2 separate regions of the Mus musculus genome follow, and region 2 is linked to region 1. A link is a contact called in public promoter capture Hi-C data. All regions are on one chromosome and are shown on one strand. The core of a region is the stretch at or near the end of the contact, and the rest is flanking DNA. Distances in the headings are between cores, read along the strand shown. Region 1 overlaps Tnfrsf9 (tumor necrosis factor receptor superfamily, member 9). Region 2 holds the start of Per3 (period circadian clock 3).

Evidence for each region. Promoter capture Hi-C pulls out the DNA fragments that hold promoters and counts their contacts.
Region 2: a promoter capture Hi-C map of maxillary cranial neural crest shows a contact between it and region 1, with 2.1 times the contacts expected there. The contact joins the promoter of Per3 here to the enhancer-like site in region 1. A contact is called at or near these places in 2 of 39 promoter capture datasets (maxillary cranial neural crest and trophoblast stem cells), 2 of 484 Hi-C or Micro-C datasets (CD4 T cells and nephron progenitors), 3 of 115 datasets of contacts at active chromatin or transcription factors (effector CD8 T cells, embryonic stem cells and memory CD8 T cells) and 2 of 9 other capture datasets (adipose tissue and liver).

Annotation. Positions count from the first base shown.
Region 1 is chr4:150,937,547-150,942,403 of GRCm38.p6, forward strand. All of the region lies in intron 7 of Tnfrsf9 (tumor necrosis factor receptor superfamily, member 9), which reads left to right. Among named protein-coding and RNA genes, the nearest start is that of Tnfrsf9, 20 kb to the left of the region's middle. Within about 2 kb of position 2,600, at least 37 of the 459 cell types and tissues checked have an H3K27ac peak or open chromatin away from gene starts, as enhancers often do. A contact at or near this core is called in effector CD8 T cells and memory CD8 T cells, where this site is marked.
Region 2 is chr4:151,042,814-151,047,670 of GRCm38.p6, forward strand. It overlaps Per3 (period circadian clock 3), which reads right to left and starts at 1,852. Exons shown (of 21, transcript NM_011067.3): 1 at 1,295-1,852; 2 at 746-891. The coding sequence starts at 1,419. It overlaps Gm38529, which reads left to right and starts at 2,040. Exons shown (of 2, transcript XM_017320565.2): 1 at 2,040-2,215. It overlaps Vamp3 (vesicle-associated membrane protein 3), which reads right to left. Exons shown (of 5, transcript NM_009498.4): 5 at 4,492-4,857.

The DNA.
Region 1 (4,857 bases), core at 1,350-3,849:
AAGAATCAAGCTAGTGTCTGGCACTGAGTCAGTACCCTACACAAAAGCTTTCAGGGTCTACTCGCATTTTATGGTCCAAGATGGGGCAGCTTGTGCTCTGACTTTGTGAAAGACAGGATGAGGGCACAAGATGGTCAGAGATAAAGAGCATCCAGATGGCAAAATTACAGCTTCAAATGAGAGCGGACCGAAGTGTCGAAATTGATTAAAATATTTGAGGAGAGCTCAGTAGGTTAAGACACTTGCTGCAAAGCCTGATGACCTGAGCTCCAACCCTGGGTAGTAGGAGAGAGCTGACTCCCGCGGGTTGTCATCTGGCACGCAAGCACACGCCCGCACATGCGCCCGCACATGCGCACAGGCACACAAGCGCACTGTAAAAGCCTGAGGCTAGAACCAGAGAGGTGGTCCAGCAGGGTAAGGGTGCTTGCTGTTCACTAGTCAGAGAATCATCTCCCAAGCTTTATTTGTGTTTTTGTTTGTTTGTTTGTTTGTTTGTTTGTTTGTTTTTTAACCTGTGGCGGGGGGATGTGGGAACAAGGAACTGAGGTCGTGTCCAAGGCAGTAGGTCAAACTTTTCCGAAATGATGGGGGGGGGACGGGGACTGTACTGGATGCCTCTTCAGAGAGCTTCGAGTTCTCCACTTGCTCCGCTTCCGTGTGAACGGGGCAGCGCTATTTTTATCTGTCTGGTGGGTGGGGAAGAGGAGCTCGTTGTGTTTTGAATTTACATTTCCTTGATGATGGTTGAAGTTAGCTGCCTTTTGCCTTTTTACATTTGATTGGCTGTTTGGATTTCTTACGCTGAGAAGTCTTCCTGCCGGGCCACCTGCCCTTTCCTTATCAATGAAGGGGACACCGTGCATGTCCCCAGCTGTAGATGTCTGTTCCTTTTCTTTGGTCGTTCTCTCTCCTGCCCAGGCTTCTTTCCGGCGCAGCCCTCTAAACTACCAAAAAAATCCTCATCACACCCCACTCCCAGAGAGCCAACAAGGTTTCTATGAACATGTCTTCAAAGGTATTAATTAGTAATGACTGACCTGCAATTTTATAAAAAGCTTTAAAACCCTTTTAGTTTTTATATAATTACACATTCACAGAAAGTCACAAAGAGCAGGATAGCGTCACATGGCATCCGTGAGACCCTAAGGTCACCACGAGGCCAGGACAATGATGGTGTGAACACACATAGCTGTCAGTCACTTCATTAGCTGTGTAGATTCATGTAACATAACTGAACCAGGCAGCTTGTAAAGTGGGGCGTGGGGTGCAGATCTGGAGCCCCGGCATGAGAGAGACTGAAGCAGGAGGCTCATGGCCCTAGATCACAAGACTCAACAACAATCAAGCAAACAAAATGCCCCCAGACTATCCACAAGCAAGGTCTTGGCCCCCGCTGGCTCTCCTCAGCCCCTACTCCTGTCCCCCTTTCTCTGGCAGCCCCCTCATCTATTTTCCATTTTAACTCCTAGTTGTTTAAAAAGTATATTTATTATTTAATGTGTTACAATTAATTTGTTACAAAAACAATTGCATGAGTTTTATTGTATAAAATGCACGCAGGGACATGTGGAGGCCAGACCCTCTGGAACTGGACTTACAGGCAGTGATATGTCACTGTGTGGCTCCTCTGTGTGGGTGCTGGGAACTGATCTAGGGTCCTTTGCAGGAGCAGCGAGTGCTCAACTACTGAGCCAGCTCTCCAGCCCTGTGATATTTTACTCTTACATGTAAAACAATCAACCCAAACCAAACAAAAACAACAACAACCCACCCCTAAATCTATGGATGCTTATGGGTAGGTTTCATGTGAGGGTAAGTTTTTGTGTCTCTTAAGATAAATGCACCCAGAGAGTCAGATGTTTCTGAGTTTGCTTTTGTTTACTTTGTGTGTGTGCTGAGATCAGAAGACCACCTGCAAAGGGAGATTCTCTCCTCCACTTGGCTGAGTCTCTCTTGTATCCACCAAGCAATGTAGACTAGCTAGCACTGAGTCTCCATCCCCGGCCCCACCCCCATTCCCCACCCCTGTCTTTGCCTCTCATCCATCTTGCCATAGGAATGCTGGTCTCACCACTGGATTTGGCTTCAAAATATTTTCTTAATGGAGCTGGAGAGATGGCTCCTCTGGCTGAGAGCACTGACCGTTCTTCCAGAGGTCCTGAGTTCAATTCCCAGCCACCACATGGTGTCTGACAGCCACCTGTAATGGGATCTTATGCCCTCTTCTGGTGTGTAGGTGTACATGTAAATAGAGCACTGACTTTTTTTTTTTCCTAAAGGAAAAATAGTTTTATGTCTCTCCCTCCCCGAGAGAGAGAGAGAGAGAGAGAGAGAGAGAGAGAGAGTGTGGTGGATGTATGAGAGGAGGAGGTGTAATGAGGCATGAGTGCGTGCGTGTGGGGGCTATGGATGTGTGTGCATGGTGGAATGCATGTGGGGGCACGGGTGTGTGTGGGCAGTCACATGCAAGTGCATGTGTGTAGGTCAGAGGAGTCCCCGTGGGAGTAGGTGCTCTCCTTCTACCACATGGTTCACAGGGATTAAACGCAAGCCTTCAAGCTTCAGCAGCAGGTGCTTTTCGCCCAGCTACCTCGCCAGCCCACATCTAAGAACCCCTCCCTACGTCCTGGGTCGGAAGGGTTGAGACTTTCCCCAGTGGTAGTGTCTACGTTTTACACTTTTGTGTTTGACATTTAAAGCTATAAGTTAGCTAGCTATAAAGTGTCAGAACTTAAGGTCGAGACTTTTTCTTTTTGGGGCTAGGGAGCTGTGCTTGCCATATTCCAGTGTTACTCAAAGAAACAGTCTCCCTTCTCTGTCTACCCACATTTTTATTGGCTCTGTGCTCATGAGGGGGTGGAGTCCCTGATTATTGGCAGTTCTTGTGAGGGGGCGGAGTCTTCTGTTACAGCTGTGTGTCTATTCCTGCACCATCGAGTCTTGATTACTGTGATGATAATATCAGTCTCAAAACTGGGTAGAGAGTAGAGGACCCTCCCCGCCCCATCTTACCTGTTCAGGTTTGTTTTAGCTGTTTATTCTGTTTCTTTTATAGTTCCGTGTAAACTTTATGAGATTCTTATCTGTGTCTACAGAAAGGCAGCTGGTACTCTGATGGAGGTGTCGTGAAATCTGCGGATCTTCCCGCTAGCTGTCCCTCTCCATGAACCTAGTATGGCTCTCCATTTACACTTCCTCTTTCCTTACCGATATTTTATAATTTACAATATATAAGTCCAATATGCCTTTTTTTATTTTTATTTTTTAAGATTTGGGCCTGAGTATTTACTGCCCCCCTTCTTAGCGCGCGCGCGCGAGCACGCGCGTGCATGTGTGTGTGTGTGTGTGTGTGTGTGTATTTTTGCACACATCTGGGCATACCTGTGTGGGAGAATGTGCACGTGGACGCCCTATTTTGGTGTCAGGAATCATCTTTGATTTTTTTCTTTCATCTTTTTCATGGAAGTGGGATCTGTCAATCAAACTCAGAGCTCACCTATATGGCTGGGCTTGCTAGCCATCTTGCTCTGAGGATCTGGTCTCCTCTCTCTACCCCCCAAGTCTGGGATTACAGCCAGGCTGCCATGCTCACGTGGTCATTTTGTGGGATTCTAGGGATCCGAACTCACATCCTCATAAGTAGGTGGCCAGCACTTTAGTCACTGAACTATCGCCTCTGTCTTCTTAAAAATCCTTTTCTAAAGCTTTTCTATGTGTATATATATATATATATATATATATATACATATATATATATATATATGCCTGTGTAAGTGAATGCTGTGTGTATTGGAGGCAGACACCCTGGAGTAGGAGATTGTGAGCTCTCTGACCTGGGTGCTGGGAACTGAACTCAGGTCCTCTGCAAGAACAGCAAGCCCTCTTGGCCACTGAACATCTCTCCAGCCCCATTCCTTTGTTTGTTTTGTTTGCTTTTGTTCTTAGAGAACTGTTTATTTTCTGTATGTGAGTACACTGTTGCTGTCTTCAAAACACCAGAAGAGGGCATCAAATCTATTACAGATGGTTGTGAGCTGTGGGTGAGATGTGGGTGCTGGGAATTGAACTCAGGACCTCTGGAAGAGCAGTCAGTGCTCTTAGCCATTGAGCCATTTCTCCAGGCTCTTGGAATTTTTGTTTGTTTGTTTGTTTTTGAGACAGAGTTTCTCTGTGTAACCCAGACTGTCCTGGGACTATGTAGACAGGCTGGCCTTAAAATCAGAGATCTACTGGGATTAAAGGTGTGAGCCAGCAGTGTCCAGCACTCCAGTCCCACCCCCTCTTTTCTTTAGACAACTGGACATGACATAGGGCCTTAGATCATGTGTTCATTATGTGTAGAAGCGGTGTGCTTGTGAAACTGGCTTCTATCCCGTCTCTCTCATGAACACACCCCCATGGTCAAGGGGGGTGTTTTGCAGAGTCCTTGGGGTTTTCTGTGTAGACCACAATGTCATCTGTAAATAGGGTAACATTTCCCCTTCTGTGTGGTGGGAGGCACTTCCTGCTGGCCTCCAGGATTCTGATAAGAGATCCGCTGTTATCCCAGTGGGTTTCCCCGTAAGTAGCATGGCCGGCATGGCCGGCGTCTCTCGCTGCTCTCAAGACTTTTCTCTGCCTTTTGTCTTCAGAGCTCTGACTGCGACGTGGTGTGGATCCCTGGACCCCTCTGGTTTGAGGTCCAGCTTCTAGAACTTGCAGATTTTGCCTTTTCCCAGCTCTGAGGCGGGTGATGGCGATTCAGCCATTATTCCTCCAAATGCCTTTTAAACCATCCAGCCCTGTTTCCCTTCTCCCGCCCGCCGCGCTCCAGTGATGTCAGCTCGGCTCTCTCATCAGAGACCCCACCTGTCC
Region 2 (4,857 bases), core at 602-3,101, 100 kb after region 1:
CACACAGAGTGGTGACAAGCGTATCTTTAAGAAGTCATTTCTCAGCACGCTAAGGTTGGTGTATTTCCTTAGATGACGATCCCTTACGTGGGTTTCCCTCAAAACCAGGTGATTTTTTTGTTTGCATCAAGGATATGGTTAGGAATGCAAGGTTAGGTATGCAAACTCAAGACTATGAGTTTTATGAATCCTGCCTGCTCTGGGTTACAAGGAGCAAGATTCACTAGAAGTTCTAAAGCTAGTTAATAAAATCAAAGTCCAGATACACACATATATTTTTTTAATGGAGGAAACACTAGAATTCACAAACTATTGATCACAGACTGAGCAAAGCGGTTTCTGCTGGGGGAAGGAAAAACATTTGTTCTTTGATTTAGTCTATTTTGTATATACTACAACTGCATTTCCAAAGTGTGTGCATGACAGAAAAAAACAACCCAGACATGTATTTGCTCGTGTAATCTCCATGGAAGGCAATGCTCCTTGAAAAAGTCCTCTGAGTTTTACTTAAACTGCTCAACTCTTTACTCTTGCAACAGATAGGCACAATATTGCACAGTTACTAAACTGTCAGACAAATAACGTTCTGCTGGCTTTTCAAACTTGGAAAGCCTAAAGCACCACTTACATCAGCTTTAGACTTGCTTGTCTTGGCTACAAATAAAGCCCAAGCCTCTGGAGGCTGGAGTTCCACTGCACATGAGGACTGAGCCCAGCGCCACCCTATTCGCTGCAATGCATTTACCTTGCACACTGTGTACACAGCGCAGGGCATAGTTAAGAGCATCTAGGGTACTGGGCTTAGTGTGCCTCTCGGCTGGGAAATACTTTTTCATTTCTTGGACAACCATTATAAGCTCTTCAGACATTCTGTTTCGGTCTTCGTGTTCACTGAATAGGAAAAAAACAAACAAGAAACCGTAATGGTGGACACTCAAGGAATATCTGATTTTTAGGGATGTCTGGCCACCTCAACTAGCCCAGGTCACAGGTTTAATGCCCTTTCTCTTCCAGGTAGGGGACATTCTACACTTTCATTCTCCCTTCAGTCCCAACTCCGTCAAATTCTTTAACCACTTTCCTCTTTCTTTCCGTACTCTGGTAATTTAGTTTAGTAACATTCCCCCTCCCATCAATCCTCACCGAACTATTTGGAAGTTCCCTTTCAGGTCGCCTCCCCCCCCTACCGCGTCCCCGGGATCAAAAATACAATAAAAAGTTGTAAATCCTGCTTTCCCTGCTCCAGGGAAGGACAATAAACACAGAGGGTGGTGGGGAGACTTCCTAGCGTCACCTGTGGCTGCTGTCCACGCAAGTGCCCTGCAGAGGACCCTCCTGGCCAGACGCCCCCTGGAGCCCCGGTCCCCTAGTCTGGGGACAGTCGCCACCAGGTACTGCCGGGTCTCCACAGGGATCCATCCCGCCTGGCAGCCCTCAGCCTGCTTCTCTCAGTTTGCAGCTAGCAACCAAACCCGGCTTGTTTTGGTCCCTGCCATCGCCTTCGGGAAAGACTGGTCGCCGACCACGCTCATCTGAGGGGCACTTTTCTCCTCAGCATTTCCACAGACTCTGCTGGGGTGACGAGCTACAGCGACAGCTCGATGGCGGAAGCTGGCTGGACGGACCACCAGCGGGGCTCTCAGGGAGCGCGGTCAGCCTGCAACAACTTTTCCACCGTCCTTGCTGGGAAGCCGGCGAGCATCGAGAAACACCTCAGAGAGCAACGTCCGGCGTGACCGGGCAGAAGGCAGGGGCAGCAGCGCCCGGCCGTGCGGGCTCGCAGGCGTCCCGCCAGCCGAGCAACTCGCCGCCGCCCCGCAGAGCCTCGCCCACCCGCGGGCAGTCCAGTCTCGAGGCCGTCCGCGTGCCCAGTGGCCGCCGGCCCCGCCCCCTGCGCGCCAGGGATCCGGTCCCGCCCCTTCGCCGCGCGATTGGTCGCTGTTACCGGCAACACGAGCTCCCATTGGTCAGAGGGCGGGGTGCAGGTCGTGCACGGCGGGGGTTACATAACCGCGGGCGGGTGGGCGGGTGCAAAGGCCCCCGAGTACCTTACATAACGCGCGGGTCGGGCGAGGGCGGCTCTCGGCCAATCCTGGCCAAGTGGAGTGGCCTGGAAGACAACAGGGCCGGGCCGCGCAAGTCTACTGCCGGGCTTCCCGGAGGCGTGGCCTTGGGGCTGTCAGTCACGGGAGGGCGGGGTCCGCGCAGCCAACAGGTAAGTGGACCCGGTGGCGCTTGTGAGTCCGCAGGCCTCTGGGGCTCCCCGGTATCCCAGGAATGCAGTGCTTTGGGGTTCCCATTGTTTTCATCTTTCCAAAACTTGCTGCTTTCTCCCACCCGCCAATATAGGTGAGTGAACCCAGGTAGAATCCAACCGTATTTTCAGAAATACAAGTTTAATGGTACAAGGTAAGGTCCTTGGCTGCCCTCGAGTTACAGGTTCATTTGGCAACAGGAGTTAGATAGTATTGTAAGCGACGCTCTGTTTTCGAGGAAACAGCCAGGATGCTCCTTTTACATAACTGTCTCTACCCTTCAGAAACGAAAGGTACAGGGCAGAGCTCCAGCCTTCTGCTGCCTGGGTACATCAAGAACACACTCGGTAGTGGGTGGAGAGATGGCACAGCACTTGAGAGTTAAGCACCTACTGCTCTTCCTTTGGATGGTTCCCAGGCATCTTCTATCAGTGTCTCACAAAGTGCCTGTAATTCCAGTTATAGGAGATCCAATGCCCTCATCCATCAAGACACCTGCACAGTGAGCATACGCTATCCAGACATACACCACATAAATAATAAGATCTTTAAAAAAATACACTAAGTATTTGTTGGATGAATGAAAGTGTTCAGGCCAAAGGAGAAGGGGAAAATGCCAGAGAGCAAGTATCCACATTTCATATTGGGCAAATGACCGATTTTTAAAAAAAGTCTTTCTCCACACTGGATTACTCTACTCCTGAGTTCTTCAAGAAACATTCATTGTACGACCATTGGGTGCACATGTGGGCAGGGATTATTGTACTGAGGACAGAACCAAATTCTCTCATACTCAACATACAACACATGGATGATGCCTCAAAGTCAAGAAAGCCTAAGATGCTGGTAGGACATAAACTGGTAGGAATGGGAAGGACAGAGGAAGGAGGCAAGAGCCCCAGGGAACAGGCTGGAGGGTAAGGGAGGGCCGCTGAGAAGGGGAACTGAATCTGAGTGATCCTTTGGGGTGGGGGAAATGGGTGGGCTAACAGAACTGAAAAGCACTGTCCCTTTCAGGCCATCCTTGTGAAGTACAGGTTAGTCATTAAGAACCTGAAGCGAGGGCTAGAAAGACGGCTCAGTGCTTAAGAGCACTGACTGCTCTTCTGAAGGTCCCAAGTTCAAATCCCAGCAATCACATGGTGGCTCACAACAATCAATAATGAGATCTGATGCTCTTCTGGTGTGTCTGAAGACAGCTACAGTTACTTAGATATAATAATAATAAATAAATCTAAAAAAAAAAAAAGAACCTGAAGCAATGGGAGAAAGGAAGGGCCAGATTGTGATGGGGTTTGTGCTTAAGGAAAAGTATTTAGACTTTTATGTTGTAAACATAGACAAAATCCTACCCGGTCTATATTACATTGTTTGCAAGAGTGGGGGAATGAGGGGAAATATATTCAAAGGAAGGCAGATTAAAAAAAAAAAAAAGCCACACATTTGGGACATGCCTCCCCTAAGTTTACCTGTGTGGTTGGTAGCTGTGTGGTGTACCAGGGTCAACTCTACAAATCACTTCCAGAAGACACTATTTAAGAAACCCAATAGCCAAATCCTTACTGGTCTGGTAACTGCAAACCAGCTATGGACTCATCTCTGCTCTGAAAAGCACTTTTCATTAAGGTATATGATGGTTAATTCCAGTTGTCGACTCCATTGTATGTGGAATCAACTAAAAGGCAGCCTGCCAGGTATTCCTGATGGGTTTCCCTGCTCGGAGTATGTAAAGTGGGGAAGATAGGAGAAGGAAGCTCTGCTCTTTGCCTGCAAGCCTTCACTCACAGGCGAGTTAATCTACCCTGCTGTTGCTGCACTCTGATGTTATCAGAACTCAGTATGTTTTCATGGGCTTCCACATGGGCTTCCACATGGGCTTAACACCAGAGATTTTCCAGGAGTCCTCCAGGCCCACAGTACCAGATGGAAACTTCTGAGGAACTCAGCCTCATGGACTAAGCAGCTATCAGGTTCTCAGCATCTTCAGTGTGAGGTAGACCATACCACATAATAAAAATCTTTTAAAAATATATGTTCACCTTATTAGTTCTGTTGCTCTAGAGTCCCCTAACACAGGGTGAGATCTACATCTTCTCACAGGAATATGTGCTCCTAGGATAATGAATAAGAAAAAAACATAGTTTGTCAGGGAGGGAGGGGGAGCATCAAGGGTCAGAAGTTTAGGACATGCATCAGGTGTATTCCCAACTCCACTCCAAGAAACACGACACAGGATCATGTTAATAAACAACTTTATTCTGGTCACCATACCGGGAACATTCCCAGCTAAATGCACAGAGAAGCGAGGTATCACTGTGTTAATACAGGAGCCACTGAGTTACATGGGACAGAATATGAGGAGACAGCACCAAAGTTGTGAGGTCAGACCAGGACAGAAGCCCTAGGCTGATGCGGCAAGGCATATCTTCAACATCTGTATTGTTTCAGTAATGTTAGGGGAACAGATAAAAAACTAGAACCAGTTGGGCGTTGGTGGCACACGCCTTTAATCCCTGCACTTGGGAGGCAGAGGCAGGCGGATTTTTGAGTTCGAGCCAGCCTGGTCTACAAAGTGAGTTCCAGGACAGCAAGGGCTATACAG